3 separate regions of the Mus musculus genome follow, and all the other regions are linked to region 2. The links are chromatin contacts, called in public Hi-C maps. All regions are on one chromosome and are shown on one strand. The core of a region is the stretch at or near the end of the contact, and the rest is flanking DNA. Distances in the headings are between cores, read along the strand shown.

Region 1 (3,377 bases), core at 844-3,343, 130 kb before region 2:
GTATTGTGTTAATTGCCCATACTAATTATTTTAACCAAATGAATCTGCAATGAGCTCTCTAAATAGTTAGCTATAAAATATGCATGTACCAACAGAAAATGAGCAATTAACTGGGAATTAAGCTTTAAATTAAAAAGGCAAATGTGCCTTATTATGTACTACCTAATTTAACAGTCAGTATAATGACTTATCTGAGTGTCAGTTTTAAATTTCCTTATTTAGCTATTATACATAATTTATAAAACATTTCCATAAATGTACACTCTATCTATACACACACACACATATATATGCTGTTATAAGCTTAACATATCAGTTCTCATAAACTGTTATCCACCTCCAATGTTCCAAGAAAAAAAAAACATAAATTCTAAAGTACAGTAACCTCTGAGGGTCAGGATTCCAGGATTGTCCTTGTACACAAAACCCACAGATGCTTAAGATTTGTATAAATGGTGTACTGTTTCTATATGACCTGTGCACTTGTTCCCCTGCATTTTAAATCATCTCTAGACATTTAAAATACCCACATACTATAACATGGGGGCTGTGTAAGTACTTCTTATTCTACTATACTGTTTAGGGAATAATGAGGAAAGTTTTAGATATGTTCAAGACTGGTGCTTTTTTTTTTTTCCTTTTTTTTTTTTTTCCTTTGAGACAGGTTTCACAAAGACCAGACTGGGTAACTCCTAAATACAGAGAGCTGACTGTATAAAGGAAGATCTCAAAGAACATTAAAACTAAGAAATAAATAGAATAAAAAGTAATTTCTTCTAGAATACACTACCTTCTAAGAAAATTAATCTGTAGCCTCAAGTTTATATTTTATTACCTAGACTCAAACAGGATCTGGTACCATATAAGAAAGAATCTTTCATAAAAATTCTTTCAATTGTCATATGCCATTAAATAAACAAAGTTTATTTACTATCAAAGATGAGTATATTCTGAAGTGACCTACAACCTAAAGTATTTTATTATATTTATTGTATTCCATAACTCTTATAGAATAATTGCTAGCTAAGTGTCAAATGAAATAAAGTGCTTACAGTGTCCACTCTAAAGACTACTGATATAGTCACATCCCTCTATTACACTTAAAGGACAACTTTATTCTGGCCAACTCCACAAAAGCTGTAGATGCAATGAGAAGTACTGTGTCCATTCTTAGAACTCCTCCTCACATGTGAATAAGACAGTATTCACATTATAATGCCCCCAAACTACAGATATGTGTCTTGAAAAAATACTGTTCATGATGTGAATCAGCTTCAATTCCTATATTGCTGGCCCCTATATTGCTGGCAGGGGTGTTTGGCAATTTCTGGTATGTGTGCATGTATATGTATGTGTGTTGAGTGTGCACACATACTCTAGTGGGTGTGTTGGGAAACAATACTATGCAAAGTTGTATGGGCATACATGTAAGGAGGCTAAAGGCTGCGGCCAGGTATCTTCCCTATCACTCTCTACCTACTTAAACAAGGATTCTAGCAGTTAACACTGACAGAAGTAAAAAAAAAAAAAAAAAAAAAAAAAGACTATATACTCAGGGGACTGAGTAATTAACTAACTTGTAGTATATTCACAGAATGGAATACTATTCAGCAATAAAGCAATAAACTACAAATGAAAACAAAGCATGAACACATTGCAAAAACATGATGCTAGGCAAAGAAGACCACACATAAAACAGTTTTACTATGTAAAATTATATAGAACACTATTATACAAATATACAGTGCTATACAAATATACTACTGTAATATTTTTGCATGAAATTCAAAAATAGGTAAATTAGTCTTTATTGACAGAAAAATCAAAATAGTGATGGCCTCTGAGGGCTGGAAATTGCCTGGAAAAGACACAAAAATGTTATGCTGATAGCAATCTATACTTTGACAGGAGTACTATTTATGCAAGTATCAGAATATATACATCATATTTATTATGTATGTAAACTGTGGTGGCTTGAATAAGAATGGCCTATAGGCTTACATATCTGAGTGCTTAGTCACCAGGGAGCAGCTCAGGGTGGGACTGGGAAGCCTGGCCTTGTTGGAAGAAGTGCATCAATGCAGGGCAGGGGTGCTCTGAGGTTTCAAAGGGCCAAGCCCAGCTCAGTGTCTCTCCTCTCTTCCTCCAGCACTATGTCCTTGCCAGCAGGCTCCCAGCCATGATGATAATGGACTAAACTTCTGAAACTACAAGCAAGCCCCAATTTAAATGCTTTCTTTCATAGAGTTGCCATGGTCATGGTGTCTTGAATAACTAAGGTTTGATGAATTTTGCACCCTTAAGTTTTAGCTTAATAAAAATAAAACTGGAGGCCAGATATAATGGCACACACTTGTAATCCCAGCCCTTCGGAGGCACAAAAGGGAAGATCACAAATTCTAAGTCAGCCTAAAATACAAAATGAGCCCTGTCTCAAAAACAAACAAAACCACCTTGAAAGGGTACTTTTAGTAAGTTTTTAAAATTTCAATTATCATCTAACAAACTTTTCTTAATAGCAGTCTATCTATAGGAAAACAAACTAACCTCTAATAAATATGCATACAGCTGTATGCTTACGAAAATAAAATTATCTACAGAACAAGATGTTTAAAATTCTATTCTAGTCTCCATGTATGATACTATCAGTACAAAGAAAAACAAATCAAAATCTTCAAAAAAGTCCACTCCTCCTCCCCTGCAATCCAGCATGAACTCAGAAAGTTGGCCACTCGTTAAGAACACTGAGCTCTTCCTCGACAAATTTTTAAGTGGTGACTGTTCAGAGGAGACTAACCTTGGAAGACTTCCTTCGGCTTCTTCTTGTCCAAACAACCACCAGTTTATCTGGTTGCCTATCAAATTAAAAAACAAAGAAAGAAATTAAGTATAATTCATCTTAAACAAGATTATTAAAGTTTAGTTCTAGTACCTTTAAAGGACAAAAGTGGCCTGGGGTGACTCCACAAGTGAAAAGTTTTCCACACAAGCACAGGAACCCGATCTCCATCCCTAGCACTGAGATTAAAACCTGGATGTGGCAGTGTGTCCTGGAACTCCAGGTAAGGGCAGAGACAGGAGGATTCCAGGAGCTACCAGCCAGCCTAGTCAAAATGATGAGTGCAGGTTCCATGAGAAGCCTGTGTAAAAACTAAGATAAAGACCCCAAAAACTGGCCTCTGCTTCCCACTCGAGCATGCAGGTGAGCGAGCACATGTGCATAAGACCCTCATGTACACCCCTCACGCAGACACACAAAAAAGGACAAAAGTGTTTACTACTTTAGATTCCACAAAGCAGTTAAGCTCCAGTTCTATTCCTAAGTACAGTAGATGCTAAATTCAGATATGATCTCATTGAAGTAACTAGTATTTCCT
Region 2 (3,279 bases), core at 100-2,599:
GGGCCTCTGCTTAGACTCTACCATGGTACCTGAGCTCAGAGAACCCTGTGTATTGGGAGAGATTTCGTTGTCAATGAAAGCTTCTACGTCTCTGTAGATGGCAACTGCTTTTGTGAGCCCTGAGCTTGCTTTTGTGGTCCACACATGCCTTTCTTGTTTCTAGTACTTTAACATGATCTGGTCCAAGCACACCTCACTGCAGATGGCAGACACTGTGACTATTCTTGTCCTCAATGTTTCCTAAGCCCTCTTCTTTTCTGCTCACTTGACTTTTCTATTCCCCGATTCTGTATCGCATCCTCCAGGCCCTGATCATCACTGGCCCCTCTACCACAATGGCATTTCCCTTATATTTTTTTCCTGTGCTTGGGGTTGAGCCCAGAGCCTTGTGCATGCTTGACAAGCTTTGCAAATTCCCCTCCTAAGTTACTCCAGCAAGGTATACTGACAATACATCTGTGATAAAATACTAGTAGTTGTCTCTGGTTGGTAGTAACCTGAATAATGGCTACATTATCCCAGTCAGCCTAGCTGAGCTCTTGTATTATCCTTAAAAATGATACCTGAAATAGGGGCACACACCTTTAATTCCAGAACCTGGTAGAATGAGGCAGGTGAATTGGAAGTTTAAGGCAGCCTAGAATATGTCTCAATAAATAGATAAGAAGAAAGTGGAAATCAAAAGACAACTAGCAAAATGCAGTTCTCTTCTACTGTATGACTTGCGGGGATTGCACTCAGGCTTGGCAGCAGGTACCTGTACCTTCTGAACCGTCTTGCCAGCCCTGCCTTTACCTCTTAATCAATGAAGAACAATGCATGGACTTTGACTTCAAAATTCATGACAAACTGAGTGGTTAAATGTAAAGTTAGATAACAGGAGAAAGATACAATTAGTAACAGAGAATTTACACATCAGCCCATGGTTTCTGGAAAAACAAAAGAATGGTGATTGGTGGAAAAATTCAGAAGTAGATGAGAAAGACCACCTCTAGCTAAGGAGGTCTGGGCATATTTGTCAGTCAATGATTTAGGCTTAAGCTCTGTGGGGTCTCTAAGATTCTGCCTTAGACAATGGAAAAGGCGAAAATGTTTTACAGCTCAGGTACTGGTGTGCAGCTGCCCAGCACCCAGAGAGGTAACGCCCACCCTTTATGCCTAGCTCTCACTGTGGCTTTCTGTGTTTTTCATGTGGAGTGATGTGTATCCCCACGATCTTGAACAACATTCTGGGTGAATCTAAACTCTTAACAGTGTATTTCTTGGCTTGAGGATGGACAGCGAGATCCTGTTTGCAGGTCTGCGTGAGCAGCTGAAGCCTGTGCTGCCCAGCCAGACTGCGGCTAACACATCCTCTGGGCAAAGGCTACTTTCATTTTAATACTGCGCTGTCAGTACTTTCTGATTTGTCCTCCCACCACGTTCCCTCTTCCAAATCTCTCTTGCATAAATGATTTACTATTTATCCCTAAAGCCGAAGATTTTATGCCTTGTCTCTTCCGATAAGAGGATACTGTGGCTGCTTTCCTTTTGTGTTGTGGATGGTTTTTATTTTGTTAATTCACAGTTCAGCAGAGTAGCTAGTTCAGTGAAGAACAGGAAACGTAAAGGTTCAGCCACTGCCATGGCTAAGACAGTCAATCTCCCCCAGCCCATTATTAATACTACTCTGTTGAATTTGCTCTTCTAGCGTAAGTTAGCAAAGTGTGTTTCTTAAAATAGGTTTTTACATGTTCTTAGCTCTCCAAACTAAACGCATTAACGACAGGGCACTTAAGGTACTTAAGATTAAGTTAAGAATGGAAACTTTTAAGTCTTAAAGGATGGGTTTTTTTTTTTTTCATTTAAAAAAAATGGAAGCAATTCTTTCTGGATGTACCCTCATGTAGGAATGCAGAGTTCTATATTTAAGATGGGATTATGAGATTTAAATTTCTCTCCAGTTTCTTTTTTTAACTCTTTTTTTATCATATTCTTTAAAATTTATAAAATATTATAACAATAAAAATGAGTATTATAAAAGTTGTTTGATATAAAACAACAATCAATTGAACAGTCTTCTGTAGATGTTTGTCTACAGCAATACTGAAAATACATGATTTTCTTAATATAAATTTCAAATAACTCCAAATATATTAACTGTATGATATTTTAAAATAATATATCACTATTAGTTTTTTAACGTATATAATAGATAAAGCCTTTTTGTTTGTTTGTTTGTTTGTTTTGTTTTTAGTAGAGCTTAAAATCTTGTCTCTTACTGTGGTACAAACACTAAATAAGAAGAGTTTTTGGACATTGGAGTTCATTGTAATAAGACTGTACTTGAATGTCCCTCACATCACCAAAGGATTTTACCTCCATAGTAGATAAGCTAAGAGTTGACAATTCTGCTGTGCCAAGGAATGAATTGTAGACACGATTTTTGGATACAGATTTCCTGCTCTGGTCAAAGCTATTTGACTTGAGTGATTGTCGTCCTTCTCAGCCCACAGGGAACAGATTATATTCATTTAAGAAATGATGTCTGTATTAATATGGTCTATCCATGAAGTCATTCAACAACTGTTTCAATGAACAATGGTTCTGCTTGGAGGGTGGCACAGACTTCAGGTGAGGGTAAAATTCTGGTTCATTGGCTGTGATGATTTTAAAAAGCATTCATCTCAGAATAAGAGTAACTTATAAAGTCCTATTCTTCAAAATTGATACAATAATTATAAATATCAAGCAAAGCCTTCAGTCTCACTCTGTGCTGTTCTTTTACAAGCCACCTCCCAAATTAATTGTCTACATTTCTTTTGGCTGTGTGAATAATTTTGAAATATATAAACTGTTCTGAAAACCATGGTATAGTGTAAAAACATCAAATAAATAACTCTACTAGTAGAGAGGCTGAGATAGGAGAAGCATGATTTCAAGACCATTATGTAGCACACAGTAAGACCCTATCATGTACAAACAAGCAGAAAGTGTATATGGATTGTACAATATTGGACCTATTTCTCCCATTACCAAATTAGAGAGACCATGGGATGACAAATTTCTAGTTCCTCATATTTTTGAATTTCAATCCATTAGGATATGTTGGTAATATAAACTTTCATATTAAGAGATATTAAGGAAAAGTGATTGTTACTTCCTATTAATTTTCTTGTGAGAGGTGGAATTATGTTTGTGTGGGTTTGTTGAAAGATTACTTTCTTGCTTTTTCTAGGGTGTAGTTTCACTCCTTGTGTTGGTGTTTTCCATCTATTATCCTTTGTAGGGCTGGATTTG
Region 3 (3,658 bases), core at 579-3,078, 140 kb after region 2:
CTTGGGTCCTCTGCAAGATCAATGAGTGTTGGCAACCACTGAGATATCTCTAGGCCCAGAACCCTTTACCAGAAAGATTAAAAGGGAAGAGTGGAATATAAGTCTTGGTAAAGCTCACAGAGTGACAGGAATGTTCGAATATAGCTGGAGAGTTTGCTGAAACCTCTTTGAGAAAGCCTTGGCAGATCCCAATAAAATTGGTCTTACATACCACTTGCCTCAGCACTTCCCCGGACACATTCGACATAAACATGTTACACTGGCATAAACATGTATGTTTCAACATAAACATGTAGGTTACACTCTACATAAATGTGTATGTTATACTCAACATAAACATGTATGTTCATCAACAAGCATTTTCACCAAGAGTGGCACTTGTCATAACTGCTCCTAAGTAGAAATTACACAGGAACTTATCAACATGAAAGAAAATTCATAAAAAATGTTGACAGCAAAGTCAGATTTTCTTTTTAAACTTGAATGTGCAATCAGTCTACTATAAAGTATAAAACAGGCCACTGCTTCACAAGCAACTGAGAAAGGGTAGCTCCTGGAGATGATGATACTGTTGACTGACCTGGGACCTAATACATCCGACTGTGCTTTTCTTTATGTCTATTACACCTAATGGTTTGTTTTGGTTTTTGAGGATTTTGCAATGTATCCCAGGCTAACCTTAAACTGGAGATCTCCTGTCTCTGCCTTCTAAATGCTAAAATGATATGTCTTAAGAGAAAGCAGGGAAAGGCTGATATTTTTAGTTTTAAAATCACCTATATTCCAGAAACAACTGCTTTCAATACTTTTAAGTTATTTCCCTGTCTTCTGAAGCAGGTATGCTTGGCTCATCCACCCTCTTAAGAATGTCAAGGGCAATTTTCTGAGGAACATCCTTAGTGAGGTAACCCAATCACAAAAGAAGTCATTAGATATGCACTCACTGATAAGTGGATATCAGCCCAGAAACATAGAACACCCAAGATACAATTTGCAAAACACAAGAAAATCAAGAAGAGGGAAGACCAATGGGTGGATACTTCATTCCTCCTTCTAATAGGGAACAAAATACCCATGAAAGGAGTTACAGAGACAAAGTTTGGAGCTAAGACGAAAGGATGGACTTTCCAGAGAATACCCCACCCAGAGATCCATCCCATAATCAGCCACCAAACCCAGACATTATTGCATATGCCAGCAAGATTTTGCTGAAGGGACCCTGTCATAGCTGTCTCATATGAGTCTATGCCAGTGCCTGGCAAATACAGAAGTGGATGTTCACAGTCATCTATAAAATGGAACACAGGGCCCCCAATGGAGAAGCCAGAGAAAGCACCCAAGGAGCTGAAGGGGTCTGCAACCCTATAGGTGGAACAACAATATGAACTAACCAGTACCCCCAGAGCTCATGTCTCTAGCTGCATATGTAGCAGAAGATGGCCTAGTTGGCCATCATTGGGAAGAGAGGCCCCTTGGTACTGCAAACTTTATATGCCCCAGTACAGAGGAATGTCAGGGCCAAGAAGTGGGAGTGGGTGGGTAGGGGAGGAGGGCAGAGGGAGGGTATAGGGAACTTTCGGGATAGCATTTGAAATGTATATAAAGAAAATATCTAATAATAATAAAAAGAATGTCAAGGGCATTTTTTTAAAATATCTATGTTCGTTTTCCATTTCCCTCAAGAAATGGTGCACCAATTTTGCAGAGGAATTGCTATGGTGTGAGAGCTCCTTGTGGCTCAGCCCAGGTCCGAATGGCTTATTACTTGTGATCATCTTAAGACGACGCGGCTTTAAAGCAAGACGGAGGAACCCGCCATTTTCAGCAGCACTAGGCCACGTTAGGCTGCGGGCCCGTGGCCCTGGCTCGCCTCTCCAAGGGGAAGCCTCTGGAGGATTCTGTAGCGTTCGGGGAAGCCCAGGTACCAGGTCCCTAGGGGCCCCGCACTGCCCGGTTGCCAAGGGAACCGCCACGCGCCGCTGTGCCCGCCGACTAGCGGGTGTGTGAGAGGCCAGCGGGCAGGCCAGGCATGGAGCTGCCGGACCCTGTTCGCCAGCGCCTGAGCAACCTCAGCCTCACCGTGTTCGGCGACTCCAGCCGCACCGGGCCAGAGTCCAGTGATGCGGCCGGTGAGTGGCGAGGGCGCAGGCCCACGCGGGGGTGTGGCTCGCGGGCGGGAGGCCGCACAGGCCGTGCCCGGGTGAAAGATGGCTGCTCCGGCTTCAGCCAGGGCTCTGTGCCCCGGGAGAAACCACGGCCCTGCGGCGGACCCGGGAGACCACGCGCTTCCGCCGCCGCAGCTACTGCACCCGGTGGCGCGGTCGCCGAGCGGATCAGGATGCGGATCAGGAACGCCTTCTTCCCCACGCGGGTCCCCGCTGAGTCCCCAGCGTGACAGCCGCCGGCTCACACAAAACCGGGCTGTGTCCAAACCCCTCCTAGCAGAGCAAGACCGGCTGCTGCCAAACCGACAAGGCCTTCCTCTGCCTGTTCCTTCTTTCTCCCTGTATAAAAAACTCTCCTCCCGAAATCTAAAAACGAAATACCAACGAGTTAACTCCAGCTTCTGCCTCCTCAATCAGGAGGACAGCATACATGGTTGTCTCCTTTGAAATCAAGGAATTGGAAATCCTTTCGATGGCTTGGTTTGGGCTTTCTTATTTTTATTTTTATTTCTTAAATAGGGCATTGAAAAGCAAACCACTTGCCATCATTGCATGTTGTCACCTTGGTCATTCGTGTAATTTACGCTATATGGAGAAAAGCCTGTAAAATTAGGATTTCGTGTTTCCGATTCAAAGTGTGAGCCGTACGGGGCACTAAAATCGAATAATACAAAGTCTCTGGGAAAAAAAGTGTGTGTGGGGGGGGCGGGGGTGACATTTGTTCTGAAGTTCTTTAGAGCCTCAGCAGCCTAGATAGTCGTGATGGTGTGGACAGCAATAGAACTAGGTAAAGACATCAGCCCTGTAATTTCTTATGGTTCTTACGTGTCAGAAAATATTGTTTTCCCAGACATTCAAACGTGAGAAAAGCTGTTTAAGTTCACTGTCTCTGCCAAGACAGGCAATTAATTGGTCAGAAAAATTTGTCTGACCAATTATATAATACTTAAATTTTATCTCATTACAGAACTTAACTGGAACTTTTGTAAAATTTAATGAACTCACACCTTGTGCCTTGTGGTTCCTCTTCATTTGGTCTGATTTTTCAATTGTATAAATTTGATGTGTTGAAGTATGGACATGAGCCTACATAAAATCAAAACCCTGACATTCTAAACAGCCACTCTTCTCAAGCTATATCCCCATAGCCTTTAAAACAAACAACAACAAAATTTATTTGGTTACAATGCAATCAAGAAGTACCTGGGCTATCCTGAAATTTTCTAAGTAGTCCAGACTGGCTTTGATCTTGAAATATTCCTGCTTCAGTCTCTTTGCAAAAAAAAAAAAAAAAGACTACAGTTTCTGCTCTAAAGGTTCTAAAAGTATCAGCTTAGCTAGTGTGTAATTACTTTCCTGTTTTCTTCTTGGCGAATCTGACTGTAAGATCACACCCACAATGGATCAAGAATTGTACTGTTGCCCAAAGTAAAATAATAATAATGAAAAAAATCCTAGTGGATTTTCCTTAGCGCTAACAAATTTTAAAAATT

The links. Hi-C and Micro-C count contacts between places; a contact is called where the count stands out from the background.
Region 1: a Hi-C map of uterus shows a contact between it and region 2, with 3 times the contacts expected there. The contact joins two enhancer-like sites. A contact is called at or near these places in 4 of 484 Hi-C or Micro-C datasets (the C2C12 cell line, myocytes, nephron progenitors and 1 more).
Region 3: a Hi-C map of liver shows a contact between it and region 2, with 2.2 times the contacts expected there. The contact joins the promoter of Tmem17 here to the enhancer-like site in region 2. A contact is called at or near these places in 3 of 39 promoter capture datasets (the 3T3-L1 cell line and liver), 5 of 484 Hi-C or Micro-C datasets (the HL-1 cell line and liver), 4 of 115 datasets of contacts at active chromatin or transcription factors (bone marrow-derived macrophages, embryonic stem cells and neural progenitor cells) and 2 of 9 other capture datasets (adipose tissue and pancreatic islet).

What each region holds. Positions count from the first base shown.
Region 1 is chr11:22,245,173-22,248,549 of GRCm38.p6, forward strand. It overlaps Ehbp1 (EH domain binding protein 1), which reads right to left. Exons shown (of 25, transcript NM_153078.4): 3 at 2,798-2,855. Among named protein-coding and RNA genes, the nearest start is that of Ehbp1, 40 kb to the right of the region's middle. Within about 2 kb of position 2,094, at least 32 of the 459 cell types and tissues checked have an H3K27ac peak or open chromatin away from gene starts, as enhancers often do. A contact at or near this core is called in uterus, where this site is marked.
Region 2 is chr11:22,375,467-22,378,745 of GRCm38.p6, forward strand. No RefSeq gene overlaps it. Among named protein-coding and RNA genes, the nearest start is that of Gm39609, 66 kb to the right of the region's middle. Within about 2 kb of position 1,350, at least 22 of the 459 cell types and tissues checked have an H3K27ac peak or open chromatin away from gene starts, as enhancers often do. A contact at or near this core is called in adipose tissue, liver and uterus, where this site is marked.
Region 3 is chr11:22,510,455-22,514,112 of GRCm38.p6, forward strand. Tmem17 (transmembrane protein 17) reads left to right here and starts at 1,829. Exons shown (of 4, transcript NM_153596.3): 1 at 1,829-2,129. The coding sequence starts at 2,030.